Linked DNA regions of Rattus norvegicus: all the other regions are linked to region 2. A link is a contact called in public Hi-C data. All regions are on one chromosome and are shown on one strand. Each heading gives the region's core, a stretch centred on a gene start, on an enhancer-like site or on the middle of the called end of the contact. The rest is flanking DNA. Distances are from core to core; before and after follow the strand shown. Region 1 holds the start of Adsl (adenylosuccinate lyase). Region 2 holds the start of Tnrc6b (trinucleotide repeat containing adaptor 6B). Region 3 overlaps Tnrc6b (trinucleotide repeat containing adaptor 6B).

What was found. Hi-C and Micro-C count contacts between places; a contact is called where the count stands out from the background.
Region 1: a Hi-C map of liver shows a contact between it and region 2, with 3 times the contacts expected there. The contact joins the promoter of Adsl here to the promoter of Tnrc6b in region 2. A contact is called at or near these places in 8 of 12 Hi-C or Micro-C datasets (the A7r5 cell line, the Rat2 cell line, Schwann cells and 5 more) and 1 of 1 datasets of contacts at active chromatin or transcription factors (oligodendrocytes).
Region 3: a contact with region 2 is called in a Hi-C map of liver, with 2.6 times the contacts expected there. The contact joins the enhancer-like site here to the promoter of Tnrc6b in region 2. A contact is called at or near these places in 7 of 12 Hi-C or Micro-C datasets (Schwann cells, frontal cortex, hepatocytes and 3 more).

The regions. Positions count from the first base shown.
Region 1 is chr7:114,357,976-114,361,637 of GRCr8, forward strand. It overlaps Adsl (adenylosuccinate lyase), which reads left to right and starts at 1,465. Exons shown (of 13, transcript NM_001130503.1): 1 at 1,465-1,658. The coding sequence starts at 1,506.
Region 2 is chr7:114,130,909-114,134,088 of GRCr8, forward strand. Tnrc6b (trinucleotide repeat containing adaptor 6B) reads left to right here and starts at 1,666. Exons shown (of 25, transcript NM_138845.4): 1 at 1,666-1,865.
Region 3 is chr7:114,289,827-114,293,113 of GRCr8, forward strand. It overlaps Tnrc6b (trinucleotide repeat containing adaptor 6B), which reads left to right. Exons shown (of 25, transcript NM_138845.4): 7 at 912-1,253; 8 at 3,266-3,287. Among named protein-coding and RNA genes, the nearest start is that of Adsl, 68 kb to the right of the region's middle. Within about 2 kb of position 1,400, at least 8 of the 93 cell types and tissues checked have an H3K27ac peak or open chromatin away from gene starts, as enhancers often do.

The sequences.
Region 1 (3,662 bases), core at 215-2,714, 230 kb after region 2:
TCAATGAAATAATTAACTTCCTACTTAAAGCAACAGTTTTAAGTAGGAAAGGGAGAAGCTTACACTGCCACCTATAGCAGCCCCTTTATTTGCTTTTTTGTTTTTTTTTTTAAAGCTTTTTGTTGGTTTTTGGTGAGGAGTTGTTTGAGACAGGGTCTCAAGTAGCCTGGTGGTGTCTGTGGGTCTTAACTACATAGCTGAGGATGACTGAACTCCTGATCCTGCCTGCATCTCCCAAGTGCTGGGTTTACAAACGGGTTCTGCCATGCCTGGCTCCCCAAAACAACCTTTCACTTTTTCATTCTTTTTTTTCTTTTCTTTCTTTCTTTTTTTTTTTTTTTAAATTTTACACTGTAGCTGTTTTCAGACACACCAGAAGAAGGCACCAGATCTCATTACAGATGGTTGTGAGCCACCATGTGGTTGCTGGGAATTGAACTCAGGACCTCTGGAAGAGCAGTCAGTGCTCTTAACCGCTGAGCCATCTCTCCAGCCCACATTCTTATTTTTTTTTTTAATTTATTTATTTATTATATATAAGTACACTGTAGCTGTCTTCAGACACACCAGAAGAGGGCATCAGATCTCTTTACAGATGGTTGTGAGCCACCATGTGGTTGCTGGGAATTGAACTCATGACCTCTGGAAGAGCAGTTGGGTGCTCTTAACCGCTGAGCCATCTCTCCAGCCCCCACATTCTTATTTTTTATTTACTCTTTTTCCACATACTTTTTATTCCTAGCATTTGTATCTAATTACTATATAAAGTGTTAGTCATGACACTTTCTAACAAGGTGCATTTTAAGGATCCTACACGTGCTGCTGCAATCCCTTGGAGAACACTCTTGAAGGCAGATCCTTTTTGTTCTTATTTTGCTTTTTGTTTTGTTGTTTGTTTTCTGCTTTAAATCAATTTAGCTTGCTTAGTCCTTTCCTGGTGCAAATATAGAAGCCAATCGAAATTTAACTTATTAGTTCTTTTTTAAAAGATGTATGCTATTTCAGTTTTATTCTGCCACGGAAATTTTGAATTCTTGGTTTGATTTGTTCTCGAGCGATCATGCGTGGAGTAATTCTGACAGGCTGCTTTCTGAGCTCGGAACCAGCAAGCAGTTTAAGAGTTTCAGTCTCCTGCTGAGCCTGGCTCCTGCGGGACGGAAGTACTCCGAGTGTCCACTAGGGCTCCTTCCTGGCGTCCCTACGACTGGCCTCTGGAACTTTCCTTTCTGGGTTAAACGCGGGTCTTAATGTGCGTTCCTCAGATGGAAAAATCGAGGAGGCACGGCGTTGGACAGAGATTTAAGAAGCTTTAACCGTACCTCGCTGAAACCAAGAGAAAAGCGTTGACCCTCAGAAAGGACGAGCCAAACGTGAACTACCTCCACCCTCCAGGGTAGCATTACCCGCGGGGCGGGGCCAAAGGAGGAAGTCCCGCCCCATGCACGCTGGGCTTCCGCTTTTGGGCCCGCTACTGAAGTCCGCCGTAGCTGAGTCGCGTGTTGAAAATGGCTGCATCCGGGGACCCTGCCTGTGCTGAAAGCTACCGTTCTCCGCTGGCGGCTCGCTACGCCAGCCATGAAATGTGCTTCTTGTTCAGCGACAGGTACAAGTTCCAGACGTGGCGGCAGCTGTGGCTGTGGCTGGCGGAGGCCGAACAGGTAACTGGCCGGGCCCCTTGTCTCGACCGAGGTCATGGCCCGAGCACCTGTTGCCTCGGCCAGGTCCTAGAGACCGGCACATCCTTTGGAGGACTTCAATTTGGGCAAGGCTATGGGAGTTTGCGTCCTTCCACAGCGCATTTCAAGTGGAATGCTATTTATACCTCGCAGGCAGGGGCCAAGGCGCCTGCCGCCTAGCCATCAGACTTGAGTTCGAGCCCTGGGGCAACATGTTGAGTGAGGCATACCTGATTCCCATTAGTTGTTCTCCGACTTTATGCGCTCACACATACACGCGCGCGCGCGCGCACACACACACACACACACATACACACAAAACAAGTACATTCTTTTTATAAGTAAGTTGTAAACTTAATGGTGATTTTCGCACAGTTTTAAAAGAAGATATACTTATTTTTATTTTTTGCGTTTAAGTGCTTTGCCTGTATGTACGCACGTTCACCACTCATATCTGGTGCCAGCAGACATTGTCAGGAGAGGGAGCTAGTTAACAACTTGTCTTAAGGTGCCATGTGGGTCCTGGGAACTAAACCTGGGTCCTCTGTAAGTGCATTTAACCACTAAGCCATCTCTCCAGTCCCTGAATTTTCTTCTTTCCGGAGGACAAAACAAAGTTTGTAAGGATCAAGGCTTGCCCTAGGTTACCCAGCTAGCACTTGACAGCAGAGCTGGGATTTGAACCTAGATTCATTCTAGAACCTGAGCTGAGTCTTTGGTCACTTTGTTTTCCTTGGTGCCTTTAAAGCTAATGACAGCATTGGAATCTATTTCTGAGCCACTATTTCTGTATAAATTTTGCTATGAGAAGGGAGGATCTGGGCAAGTGTTCATTACAGAAGGTACATGAGTTGTGGGGTGTTAATTGTGGTGATTTGATTTGAGGGGGGAGGGGTTTTGCTGGCTTGTGTTTTTTGAGGAAGTGTCTCACTGTGTAGCTGTGGCTAGCCTATGGTTAGTCTCAAACTCACAGAAATCAGCCTGCCTATACCTCCCAAGTACTAGGATCAAAGGGTTCAACACCACAGCCACATTAGTATTTTGTCTTACAGGGGCAGCATGAACAGTTGTTCCGTTCAGTATTTTTTTTTTTTCTTTTCTTTTTTTCGGAGCTGGGGGACCGAACCCAGGGCCTTCGGTTCAGTATTTTTTAAGTGATTTTGGGAAAGAGGCTTCCCAGAGAGGTTGAACAAAGCCGTGAGTGATCCAGAGAGCTGTAACGATTCTCAGGTTTCAGAGCAGGTTAGTGTGTTCACAAAGAGCTCAGTGCCTGTGAATCCAACCTTCATCCTGCATTCCCTGCCCAACCCCTCCATGGCTTCCATACAGCAGGGTGGCAGCAGACATTTCTCTTGTGCCCTCTGGCCCAGGCAATGCTTTAAGGCCTTTTCCAGTAGTCTAATAGTCCTTAAACATGTATATACATTGCATGTGTGTTCCTAATTTAAAAGAAAAGGTGGTGCTGGAGGGGTGGCACAGCACAGCAGGTAAGCACTTGTGTCGCTCCTGCAGAGGACCTGGGTTTCCAGCACCCGTGTCAGTCCTCCACCTAATACCAGCTCCAGAGGATCCAACATTCTTTTCTAGACTCTACTGGAACCTGCACTTATGTGAAAGACACACACACACACCACACACACACACACACACACACACACACACACACATACACCACACATACCACACACACACTGTGTGACAGCCCGCCCTGCCTGTGTAATGTCACTCACATGTATGTTTTCAGGGCTGACCATTTGGTATTGGATAACCCAGGGGAAGGCTTATGTCCTCTCGGCATTCTTCAATTGGCTGTTGTCCTTGGTCTAGGCCTCCTGAGCACCTCCATGTTAGCAGATCATGTTGGCGTCATCCCTGTTCAGGTCTTGTTTAGGCAGCCATGTTGGTGAGACCTCATGAGTGTAGTTTGTCTGACATCTCTAGGAGACACAATCTCACAAGAAACCCCTCCCTGTTCTTCTGGCTCCT
Region 2 (3,180 bases), core at 416-2,915:
CTGCCTCGGCTACAAGGAATAGGGATCTGGGATGGTAAAATGCTAATATACCCAGATGTGGGTTAGAGTTCAGCAGTAGGTTCCTGGAGATCATTTCAGTCCCAGAGGCTGGAGGCTGAGGCACTCTGGTAGTGGGTCCAAAGCATCCTGCCCTCCCCTGGCTGAAATGTGGATTCATTTCCTTTAAAGCTGTCACAGAGAAAGAATCCAGTGGCCAGAAGCCAGGAGCACACACATGGCTTGCTCGACATCAGCAGCTTCTGGAAGCTTTCCAGGAGGCAGAGGACTGTTCTGTTTGCACACAATCAATTATTTCTAAAGGGATTTACTCTTTATCTCACTCTAGACTTAATATCTCCTAATTTCAAACTCTTGAATATTCTTCCAAAGGAGCGAGCTAAAGATGGTTAGAGGTGGGTATGAGTGTTGCCTGGGCATATAAGAATGGTAAAAAAAAAAAAAAAAAGCCATTTACAAAGCCAAGAAACAGAATATAGACTTGTGTGTGCTTCTTGTCAGGAAAAATGTATTGTTGAACTTAGAATGGGGAAGAACGGTTCCTAGGAGCGGGATACCATGGAGAAAATTACAATCTCTCCAAAGTTAGTCTCCAATAATGTTAATGACACTCTTTCTAATTGCCAGACGCTGAATAAGGAATTTGGGTTCTGAAGGAAACAGTTTCAAGATGTTGGGTTGACTGACAGATACTATTCTGAGACACTAAGGCATGTAAGCGAGTCAGACAGGCCTAGGAGCCAATGTATGGCCCCAAACTTCTTTCTAAATGGGTGACCTTGGGTAAGTCTCTTAACCTCTTTTGGCTTTTCTTTCTGTAAAATTAGGGTTTAATCAGATAGTTTCTATAAAGAATTGCGCACCGTATTTGGAATAAAATACAATAAATTATAGTAGTTACCAGTGTCAACTTCCAATGACCAAAGACGCCCCACTTCTCAGCCTAATCGTAGTGTGGCGAATCCGGATCTGACGGACAACACCGGAATGCCCAATAAGATGACGGGGGTCGGGGGTGGGGTGCGGGGGGAAACAGTGAAATCAAACCAATAGCATGGGCCCTTGTTGTTAGCCGCTTTCTGGCTGTTCCACCAATAGCTTAAGGATGTGACTTGGGAGCGACACCCTGACAGTCCAATGACGCACAACCAACCCACACTCAGCAATTCGGAGGGGATAAATCAAGGAGCCTGCACGTATAGATTCCGTTATTAGTGCAGTCTCGAGTGGTGAAAGGAGCTTGGGAGAAACAGTCCCTGAGAGAAGCATTAATGAGCTTTAAAAAAAAAAAAAAAAAAAAAAAAAGGAAGAGATAATGACTGCGCTGGGCGAACTCCGCCGCCATCATGCTCTAGTTTCCCCTTCGTCTCTCTGGGTCCGCGACCGAGGAAGCGGCCTCTGGGATGCTGAGGGGGTGTGTCCCCTCATGATTGGCGCAGGCCGCTCAACCAATCCCAGTTCGGCAAACGGGAAGCACTTAGCCAATGAGGAGAGACGACAGCGGCGAGGACTTAAGAGAGGAGGAACAGCGACTTGACGGGCACGAAAGCTAACCAGTGAAAACTAGAGGCATCCTGCCTGCGGCCAATGGAGTGGGGCTGTGGGCGGGCGCCAGAGTGTTTGTGTTGTGGTTTTGGGGGAGGGAGGCGGAGGGGAAAGTTTGTTTATTTTGTTTTTAGTTTCTGGGGTCCCCGAGCTTCGGGAAGGTGAAGCGAGCGACAGTGACCCCCCTAGCCTCTCAGCCTCCCCGCGACGTCGCCTCTACAGCTTGCGGAGAAGCGGAGACCGCGGTCACCGCTGGGCTCCACAGCGGAACGACGCGCTCTCGGAGCCGGCGCGGCTCAGCGGTGAGTGAGGACCGTGGGCCGCGAGGGCCTTCTCTTTTCTCGCGAGCAGCCCGGAGGAGCGAGGCGGCCCAGGGTGGGCGACTGAGGACGTCCTCGGGGGCGCGCGGCACGGCCCGCTTAAGTGCAGCGAGTGCGTGTCTTCGCGAGCGCGCGCGACCGGAGCGAGCCGGGCGGGAGGGGCGGAAGGGGCGGGGGGAGCGCGCGCGACCCGGGTGGGCCGCGGCGGGCTGGGGCGCTCGCCCGGGGCGCGCTGTGGGATCGCTATGTGCAGACGTGAGGCGGGGGAGGGGTGTGTGAGGGACGTACGGTCACGTCGGTCGTGAGGGCCGGGATGTCCCAAGTATTGGGGCCGGGACAGACCGGCGTCACGCGCCTGCAGGTGTGAGCCGAGGAAAGGGCTTCCGGGTGGGCCGGCGAGGATCCGAGCGCTTCGTGTAGCCTAGGGCCCTCGGAGCTGCAAATGCCTGGCGGTGGGGCGCGAGCATCCGGCGTCCCCGCGCGGCGGGCATGTAGGCATGTGTGCTGGACCCGATGGCGGGGTCCCACAGGCATCCCGCGAGAGCTGCGTGGGGTGGGGGTGGGGGTGGGAGTGGGGGTGGTTGTAGAGAGGCGATGCTCACCTTGAGGAAACAGACGAGGGGCGGAGGGATGACAGAGTTGGAAACAGCCCTGGGAAGGGTTTGCTACCTTCTGCTGGTCTGGTGCCCTTTAATTTCAAACTAACGGATCTGTTAGTCCATAATGGCTAAATAAATATCTGGTCCAGCGAAATTCACTACAGTGGCTATCACGACACCCAAGAACAGCAGCAGCGTCTCATCCGTCCTTAGTTTTGGGTGCAGGTCATCGGTCTGAGACTTTCAGCTCCATACTTTCTCATGTGTCTTTTGGCTGCTTAGATTCTGAATAAAGAGTACCAACCAAGACTCCGTGAATAAAACATCATTTGTACCTCCTTCACAGTTAAACATAGCAGTAAGCTGTACAAAAATCACACATCCTAGCCTTTTGTGAAATGTTTCTCTTCGCTTGTGGGAGATTTCAGTTCTTGACGTTAAAACTATGTGTTCGCGGTGGTTTGTAAAGAGCAGAGCGTGTAGACTGTTGTCTTACACTTGTATGGTGTGAGTATCAATGTAGTAAGTGGGAGGGATATTAGTGTAGTAGACTCTACAGGTAGGCACATACTGGATAACCAGTATCCAGAATACAGATCAGACTGGTTTGTCACTTGAGATGCAATGATGAGGGTTATGATACGTGCTTCTGTGTGGTTTGTTTTGTTTCATTTTTTGAGATACGGGCTCACCATGTA
Region 3 (3,287 bases), core at 150-2,649, 160 kb after region 2:
TGATGGTTTCTGTTCTTGAGGAACTTAACATCAATGAGAGAGAGGTCTGTAAGTAGAGACTTCAAATATAATTCAGTATGTTATGTTGTAAGATCATAGGCAAAGTGTGCGTCTTGTGCCTAGTCAGGATCTTCAGAAAAAGTTCACAGAGGACTTCAAAGAAATAGACTGGTTGTCTACAACCTTTAGCTCAGAGAGTAAAGCTGCCAGAGCTCACAACCTAAGTTCCAGCCCGAGGACTCACATGATAGAACCAGCCACTCACTCAGGGTGTTCTATGGCCTCCACATGTGTACCGTAGCATGTGTACACAGAACGAAAAGGAACAAAAATGTAGAGCCAGGTGCTAGCGCACACCGTTAATTCCAGCACTTAGGATGCAGAGGCAGGTGGAGCTCTAAGTCGGAGGACAGCCAGGGCTACATAAAGAAACCTGTCTCAAAGAAAGAAAGAAAAGGTAAATGTAATTTTTTTTTTATTAAGAAATTAGAGGGGAGTTGGGGATTTAGCTCAGCGGTAGAGCGCTTGCCTAGCAAGCGCAAGGCCCTGGGTTCGGTCCCCAGCTCCCAAAAAAAAAAAAAAAAAGAAAGAAAGAAAGAAAAGAAAAGAAAAGAAAAGAAATTAGAGGAAGGGAAAGTCCTCTGGGCTACTGAGTGCTTGGCTACAACTGTACCTTCCAGGATTTGGTGCAGTGAGTGACGGTTGCTTAATTTCTCCCACTTAAATAGTAGGATGTGCTCTTTTTATTATTTATCAGTGTCGCCTGCTACCTCCACTCCTACCCTAGTAAGGTGAACATCCTACAGGAATTTTAAAAAGCCTATCGTTTGAGAACAAAGTGTAAGCTCTTTAAAACAGATTTTAGAAAAATGTATTTAATTTAGAAGACTTCCCCAACTCCTGTCTTTCAGTGCCCGAAGTGACGAAACCAAGTTTAAGCCAACCAACGGCCGCCAGCCCAATTGGCAGCTCTCCATCGCCACCAGTCAATGGTGGCAACAATGCCAAAAGGGTGGCAGTGCCGAACGGACAACCGCCAAGCGCCGCCCGCTACATGCCTCGGGAGGTGCCACCGCGATTCCGTTGCCAGCAGGACCACAAAGTGTTACTAAAACGTGGGCAGCCCCCTCCACCGTCCTGCATGCTCCTAGGGGGTGGGGCGGGGCCTCCTCCCTGCACAGCACCTGGAGCAAACCCCAACAACGCACAAGTGACAGGAGCGCTGCTGCAGAGCGAGAGTGGGACGGCACCAGGTAAGACACGACGCCAGGAAAGCCAGGAAAGCGGGAGAGCGTTCCTTTGTTTGTTTCCTGGAATCAATTGTTAATATAGAGTTAGTACTGGGCAGCAGATGGGTGAGGGCCCCAACATAGGATCTGCATGGGCGGTTCTCTCAGCTGGGTTGTGCTATCTTGGCGTGAAAGCATAGACTGTGTAGTTCCTCGGCTGTGTTCAGGAAGTGAGACTTGCATGGGGCTTTTTCTAAATCCTTTTCCAGAACTCTATGCTTCCAGAATGATGACTTACGTTGTAGTATAGAATCTTCAGAGAATACCAGATGATAATAATAATACCATCCTATAGTTTTTAAACAAGGGCTTGGTTTTTCTTTTCTTTTTTTTTTTTAAATCAGTGTTTAATTTTAGAAGCCTGGATTTTGAACTATGCTAGACATTGTAATATAGACATGAGGGATCTTTCCCTGAGGAGTTTTGTTAGAAGTCTTGAGAGTTCTTTCTGTCTTGCCTTTTGAAACAGGATCTTAGGTATAGCCTAGGTTGGTGTCAGGCCCATGATCTTCCTACCTCAGGTTTGTGAGATCATATGCCACCAAGAGTTTAAGTAGCGAAGAGTTTCCAGTCCCTTTTAAAAAACAATGTGCCTTTTTAGGTTATATTAAAATTGAGAGCTATAGAGATAAACAGGCAAAGGTAGTTGCCACCACGCTTGATGGCCTGAGTTCATCTTCAGGCCCCACCCACAGAGTGGAAAGAAAGGGCTGACTCCCAGAAGTTGTCCTCTTCATATGTACCACATAGTACACATGCACATAACTAAACATAATCCTAAAAACAAATTTTAGAGAAAACCAACTAGACTTTGAATACCATCAAGCATAGGCAAGACCAGCATAGTCTCGAGGTGTTAAGATTCTGTGCTTCCTCGTTTTATATATGTTGTTTTTAATTTGTTTTAATGGAAAAATTAGAAAAAAATTATTAAAACACATTATTTCCCCCTCATACACACTAGGTATGCTAGTACTTTCTGTTGAGCTATATGCTGTGCAGTACTGATTTATCAGACTTAATCCCTTTGGGAGTCTGAACATGTCTGTCGCACACTCCCATTTCTTCAAAGCTAGCTAAGGGGCACTCATCATTCAGAGAAGGCTTACTGAGCAGAATGTGTGTGGAATTCATACATTAGCAAGATAGGCTCTCAGTGAAAAGGCCAGTGTGGGAAAGGAAGGATGTGAACACACACCACACTGAGAAAAATGGCTCTTGCTAGAGACAAGATTTTTCAGGTGACAAGCTCAGAAGTTGCTTCATAGATAAAGTGGCACTTGAAGTATGTCTAAAAAGATGAATAAATTTCACTGTGTGGCCTTGGGAGGAGAAAAACAGTAGATGCCAGCCTAAAATGGTGCCCAGAGTAAAACTGTAGACATCTTTGTAGGTTATAAAAGATACAACTGGAAAGACTGGTGGGCCTTAGATCATAGAACATCTTAATGAAACCAACTAGCAGCTTTTGCTTTTCTGTGCACTAAGGAATTGTTGAACGCTCTCAGAGAGCAGTAATAGAACCAAAGGGGTGGGGTGTTAGGATAGGTTAAAGATCACAGCACATTTAAGGTTTGCTGCATTTTCTTAGGATACAAGAAGGTCCTTGTGTTTCAGCAAGATTGGCAAGTAGAGTGGGTAGCTTTTGAGAGCTGATATGGAGTTAGTTGTAGCACATACAGCACTAGGCAGTGACAGAGAGGAACTCTAGAGTGTCCTCAAAAGCCTGATGGCCTGAGTTCCAATCCCTAAGGTGCACATGGTAAAAGGAGAGAACCAACTCCAACCAATTGTCCTCTGACCTCTGCACTGGCACTATGACATGGGACACACGCTCATGTAAAGGGGTAACTCTAGCTACTGTACTAAAATCACTCCAGAAAACCAACCAGGTAAGCAAGCTAGTCTAGGGGATGCCCTGAGCTTTTCAGGGGCAGTCAGTGCTCCAGGTGGTTAACAGATGCTCTCTTTCCCAGAGTCAACCCTTGGAGGTGCTGC